Regions from separate parts of the Triticum aestivum genome. Here region 1 is linked to region 2. A link is a contact called in public Hi-C data. All regions are on one chromosome and are shown on one strand. The core of a region is the stretch at or near the end of the contact, and the rest is flanking DNA. Distances in the headings are between cores, read along the strand shown. Region 1 has its middle 120 kb from the start of LOC123081829. Region 2 holds the start of LOC123085442 (oxysterol-binding protein-related protein 3A).

The links. Hi-C and Micro-C count contacts between places; a contact is called where the count stands out from the background.
Region 1: a Hi-C map of leaf shows a contact between it and region 2, with 4 times the contacts expected there. The contact joins the enhancer-like site here to the promoter of LOC123085442 in region 2. A contact is called at or near these places in 2 of 5 Hi-C or Micro-C datasets (both in leaf) and 1 of 1 datasets of contacts at active chromatin or transcription factors (leaf).

The regions. Positions count from the first base shown.
Region 1 is chr4A:105,907,769-105,910,468 of IWGSC CS RefSeq v2.1, forward strand. No RefSeq gene overlaps it. Among protein-coding and RNA genes, the nearest start is that of LOC123081829, 120 kb to the right of the region's middle. Within about 2 kb of position 1,438, at least 3 of the 8 cell types and tissues checked have an H3K27ac peak or open chromatin away from gene starts, as enhancers often do. A contact at or near this core is called in leaf, where this site is marked.
Region 2 is chr4A:105,187,219-105,189,938 of IWGSC CS RefSeq v2.1, forward strand. LOC123085442 (oxysterol-binding protein-related protein 3A) reads left to right here and starts at 1,415. Exons shown (of 10, transcript XM_044507072.1): 1 at 1,415-1,864. The coding sequence starts at 1,749.

The sequences.
Region 1 (2,700 bases), core at 188-2,687, 720 kb after region 2:
ATAGAGAGGTAATGCGAGTTATTAATGATATATGAGTTGGATCAAGATCCTAGGGTTCGCCAGAAAATGACGATTGTCACATGGAAAAGGAGTCAAGTGCCAAAAAAAATTAGACACATTGATAACAAAATATAGCAAGGCTGAATCTAAAAAGTTTTAGTAATTTCATAATAACAAAAGAAAGTAAGGACCCATTGACACAAAAACTGATTGCGGGTCTCTTGTGATCTTTCTGCTATCTCTCTCTCCAGTAGTTAACTATGTTGGGCTAGGAGCATACATATATGTAGGTCAATGGAGCATAGGCTGCTTAGCGGTTGGTGACGGTGGCTACAGTGTCGCTGAATTGGTGCGGCGTCACAGCAAGGCGGTCCACACCGGAATGGTGCTTGATTAGTTTGTTTATTGTCACCAGCCGCGTTGGTGCGGATTGACGTTGAATACATCGCTTTGCGGGTGACCAAATGGATTTTATGAGCCGGCTATCCAAGTTCTTCCCCCATTGCATCAGGTGTAGTTAAGCCATGTGCTTCCCCGATGTTATTCCTACGAAACGTGCACGCTGATGACGCTGGAGCATCGCAAACAGTCAAAACTGGATCCACGGGAGGTGAGCATAACTGAATCCATCTCTTGCCGACCGACCTTGTTAATTACTAGTGTTTCTTTCAGGCTTCATTTTATTTAGAACAGCATATTATAACTAATTACATTATTCCTCCTAGCAACAGTTACCGCTAATTGAACTGATCAGTATAGAAAGATTTTTGATTTATTCTTGATAATCCTTCAACGCCGATAAAAGAAGCCAAGCACACCACGTGCGTAAGCGATGTTTAATGGCAAGCCGGCAACTCGGCGCGTTCCACGCATCAGAGCATGGTTTTGCTGGCTCTCTCGCAAGTGGCGGCAGCTAGCGAGGCAGTTGCTTTTCCGAGTTCGAGTCCAAGTTGGCCAGGTAAATGAGGTGGCATGCCACGAACGAACACGTGAAGAACAATGAATCCGTGCCGTAGTCTAGTCTTTGTGCAAACGGCTGCAGCTACTACAGTATCTCCTAACCAAAATGACCAATCCCAAGGTTTACCCGCTCCGTCGGTAATCTTGACGGCTCGATGCTGCCCGATAATAAGGTTAAATGGTTATAAAGGGACCGCATGGCACTTATCATATTTCTGATAGTGAAAGGCTGTTATTTTTATACTGCCATCTCTCGCAAAAAAGGACCATTCTGAAGTAATTAAACAAGCAGATGGGGTGGTCATTTTCGTGCAAGAAGGCCCATGCGATGGAAGGTTCTGCTCTAGCTAGAGTGCCACGCGGTGTTGTGGGTTTAGACTTTGGACACACCATCTGTTTGAGTTTGACCGGGATGGTCGACTGAGCAGCCGTCTTGGACTCGCCCAGCGCGTTCTCACTCGCGCTCGATTACGCGTTGATGCGACGTGTAGAGATGCACTAGGCACTTCTGCGAGGAGTATTTTTTGCATGCATGCATCATTCCATTTTTTAATGGTGAATATGTTCTGTGACAGTAACCTTCCTGGCAGCCTCGTTGAGAACTGAAATCTGTAGGCGGCGTTTCATCTGAATATCTTGTTTGAGTGCAATGCAACGCCTAGTATAGGTTCCTTGATTGTTTTAGGTTGACAAATACAAATGCCATTTTTCTTTACCTGACATTGACCTGACCATTTCATATATGCTGAACGTTTCCTGTATATAATAATCAGAAAAAAGTGAAAAGCAAAGAGTTCCAACTGATGGTCAACTCCTGAATGGTTTTTTTGGAGCAAAACTCCTGAATATTTACAAGCCACAGAAAAACATAGGGTAAGGCTTCAGCACAAGAAGAACAATAAGGTAAGTTAAGGTCCCATTCTTGTCAAAAAGAAACAGAAATAGGGTAAGGCCTCGCTATTGCACTGCACGGACGACAGCCCGTGTAAAGCATGGGTACTGATACCTCTTCTGCCGCGCCAAGGTTATTTCTCGCCTGTCGCAGGACTTAGTTCCGTCTCGCCTCTGACATTGTGCTACTAGGCCGGCACAGTACTGTAGCTGGATGCGAGTTTTTTTCTACTTGGTTTTTATCGGTTTTTTCGCCGTTTACAACATTTTCTTTGGATTTTCTCTGGTTTAATTAGTTTTTTTCTTCATTTCTTTCATATTTTCCTTTGGTTTTCTTTCTTTCTCTCCTCGCTTTTGACCGACTTTCTTTGTTTTTTTTATTTACTTACTTTTTCCAACACATGTCCACATTTTTCATACATGCTTAACATTTTAAGACATATGATTAGAATTTTTGAAAACATAAGTTTTGACATCTATTTTATGCACTTTTTATTTTTTCTATATACAACTAAAACGTTTTTATAAATGTTTTAAAAAATTATATATATTATTAAAAACACTTTTTGAACACGTGCTAAATATTTTTTAATTACACATTGTTGTTTTTTTAATGATACAAACATTTTTTATAAAACTATGTGAATTTTTTAAATTTTACAAATACTTTTTTTGAAAAAAATCACGAACATAAGTCGTAACACGTTTTTAATGAAATGGACATTTTTTAATGGTACAAAACTTTATTTTATAATTATATGAATGCTTTAACATTGTATAATTTTTTTTTCTAATTGTGTGGACAATTTTTCAATGTCAGAACATTTTCTTTGAATATTCTTTAAACAT
Region 2 (2,720 bases), core at 165-2,664:
TTAACTTTAGTAAGGATGAAGCAGGAAAGTGTGCTGGACCTTCTAACATGGATATTGTACATGTACGAGCTACGAGCTACGGGCCACTATTGTTTATCACATATGGATTGTAAATGTAGTGACATTGAAGTTTGTAACATATCCTTAAATTTCTTTATTGTAACATTATGTTAACTAAAAATCTGGTAGCCGTGACCTTGATATTCCCTGTAGAGACAGCAAAAAATAGAATAAAAAGTTTCATTACAATTGGTGATTGAATGTCAAATGGCAGTGATTTTATATCAATGTGTGGGAGGTTGATGAAAGATTGCGTGCAGAGTATACCAATGAAAAACATCATTTATTTAGATGAGCTATTACCAAAACAGATATACTATATTTCTAGCTGAAGTTAACAATGCTAAAATATTTCATTGGGCGGCAACTTGAGGGAAAGAAACATACATATAAGCCTATTCTGAAATGTCTAGAAATATTGAAGCTTCAGCACGGCGCTCCAGCATCCGTGGAGGAGATGCACCGTTTTGGACATGTTGGTCAACTTCTGTTGCTTGAGGGGTTGATCACGAGCGTAGTATAGGCCGACGGCGGGGAGGTGGTTTGTGTCGGGGAAGAGGGCGACGCTGGGGAGGAGGCCAATGATGTGGAAGAGGGTGATGAAGGGAGGAGGACGGCGGTAGGAGAGGGAGGCAATGGAGTGGTGGCGAGCTAAATAGAGTGAGGTGGAGGGTTGGCGGTTTGGCGGTGGCGAGCTTGTGAGAAGGGAACAACGGCGGCGTCATGAATAGCGCTTCGACTGGGTTCTTCAGAAGGGGGATTCAGAACTAAGTTATGCCACTTGGCGATGGCATTGTCGTCGTAAACATATTAAGCTATATGATTCGACTTCACAAAGCTAAGCTTCGGCAATTTCACCAAATTATACTATGAGAGGCCTCCGATCCGCGTAGTTGGTTAAGCATGGAGTTGAAGCAGATCCGAGCAATCCCTGAACTAAAATTCTGCTTTTGGACATCAACATATCAAACCGAAACAAGACTGATTGATGCGTCTACCCTACCGGTGGTTGAATAAAATTTTGTAGGTCTTAATGTCACCTCATGATACTATTCATACTTTTCATTCTAAAAAAGCCATTCGTTTAACGGCACTGTCACCCGAGCAACGCAACGCACGGGCACACTTGTACTCCCTCCGTTCCAAAATAGATGACCCAACTTTGTACTAAAGTTAGTATAAAGTTAAGTCATCTAATTTGGACCGTTCCAAAATAGATGACCCAATTTTGTATTAAAGTTAGTATAAAGTTAAGTCATCTAATTTGGAACGGAGGGAGTACTATCTAAGAAATCGCCGGTGTAGCGAGTGAGAAACGGCAACGGTCCACCGGCGACAGAGTTGGAATTGTAAACGGGGCGGAATCAGCGAGGGCATCCTGGTCATCTCGCCTACCCACGTTGCGCTTCAAGCGGCCGGTTCGCTTCGCCGACTGCTCGGCCTTTTCTTCTCACCACCCGCGGCCGTTCCAAATTCTCTCGTCTCGTTCTAGTATTCCTGCTCCCACACGGCGACGTCGCCATCGCCATCGCTGCCGCTCTCTCCTCAGCAGCGCTCCTCTACCACCACCTCCTCTAGGCAGGGGTTAGCGGCCGCCCCCTCCGCGTGCGCCGTCCCAAACCCTAGCATATCCCCCTCCCCGACTCCTCTGCGCCGGAGCTTCCCTCCGACCGCGCAGATCGCCGGCGATGGGGTCCAAGGACCAGGACCTGGCCGCGTCGTCGGGCGGTGGCGGAGGCTTCTTCTCCTCGATCGCCGCGGGCGTGCGCAGCTGGGGCACCGCCGTGCACAAATCGGTCAACGGGTGAGTCTCCGCGCCGGCCTACCTACCTACCTACCCGATCTCTTCAGATCCGCCTCGAGCTCTCCCGATTTCTTCGGGAACTATGCATATGCTTACCGCTGCCTCTCCGCCATTTGATCTGTTGCTTCCACGCGCGATCTCAGCTCCTTGGTGTCGGCCCCGTGAGCTGATTTTGGCGAATTGTGGAATTGCGTGCTTCGTTTGAGTTCCAAGCTCGAGACTTTAGCGATCGTAGTGTTACATGATCTCGTACTATCGTTTGTTGTAGCTCAATGATTGCACTGTCCGGTGAGTAGCTTAGTTGCTGTTTTGTAGAAACACTGTAGAGATCACTGATCTGTGTGTTCAGCATGTAGAAAAAGCAATTCCTACCTAATACTAGTATGATATACTCTCTCCGTTTCTAAATATAAGCCTTTTTTTAGAGATTTCAATACGGACTACATTCGAAAGGGCTTATATTTAGGAACGGAGGGAGTAGTCAATAATCGGTTGAAGTTGATTCTTTTTCTGGATATCTAGTATACTAGCATGTAATGCCTCAAATAGGATATTGTGAAAGTTAAGTACATGCAATTTCTGTATGTGCAATTCAAAGCAGACAGGGTGTGCTCTGCACTGAATTGCGGCGCAAGTGGTGGATGCAGATTTAAGTTTGGCATACTGCGAAAGTGACATGCACATCATTTGGCATCTCTTCACTTTATTCTTCTCTTTTGCATTTTGCGGCTTGAATTCTTCTGAAATGTGCTTGCTGTCAGATGTCTATCTGTCTCCCCTGTAAATATATATTCTTTTAGTTGAAGAAATTTGTGTTCTTTACTTGGTACTTTCAAACAATTAATGAACAGTTTTG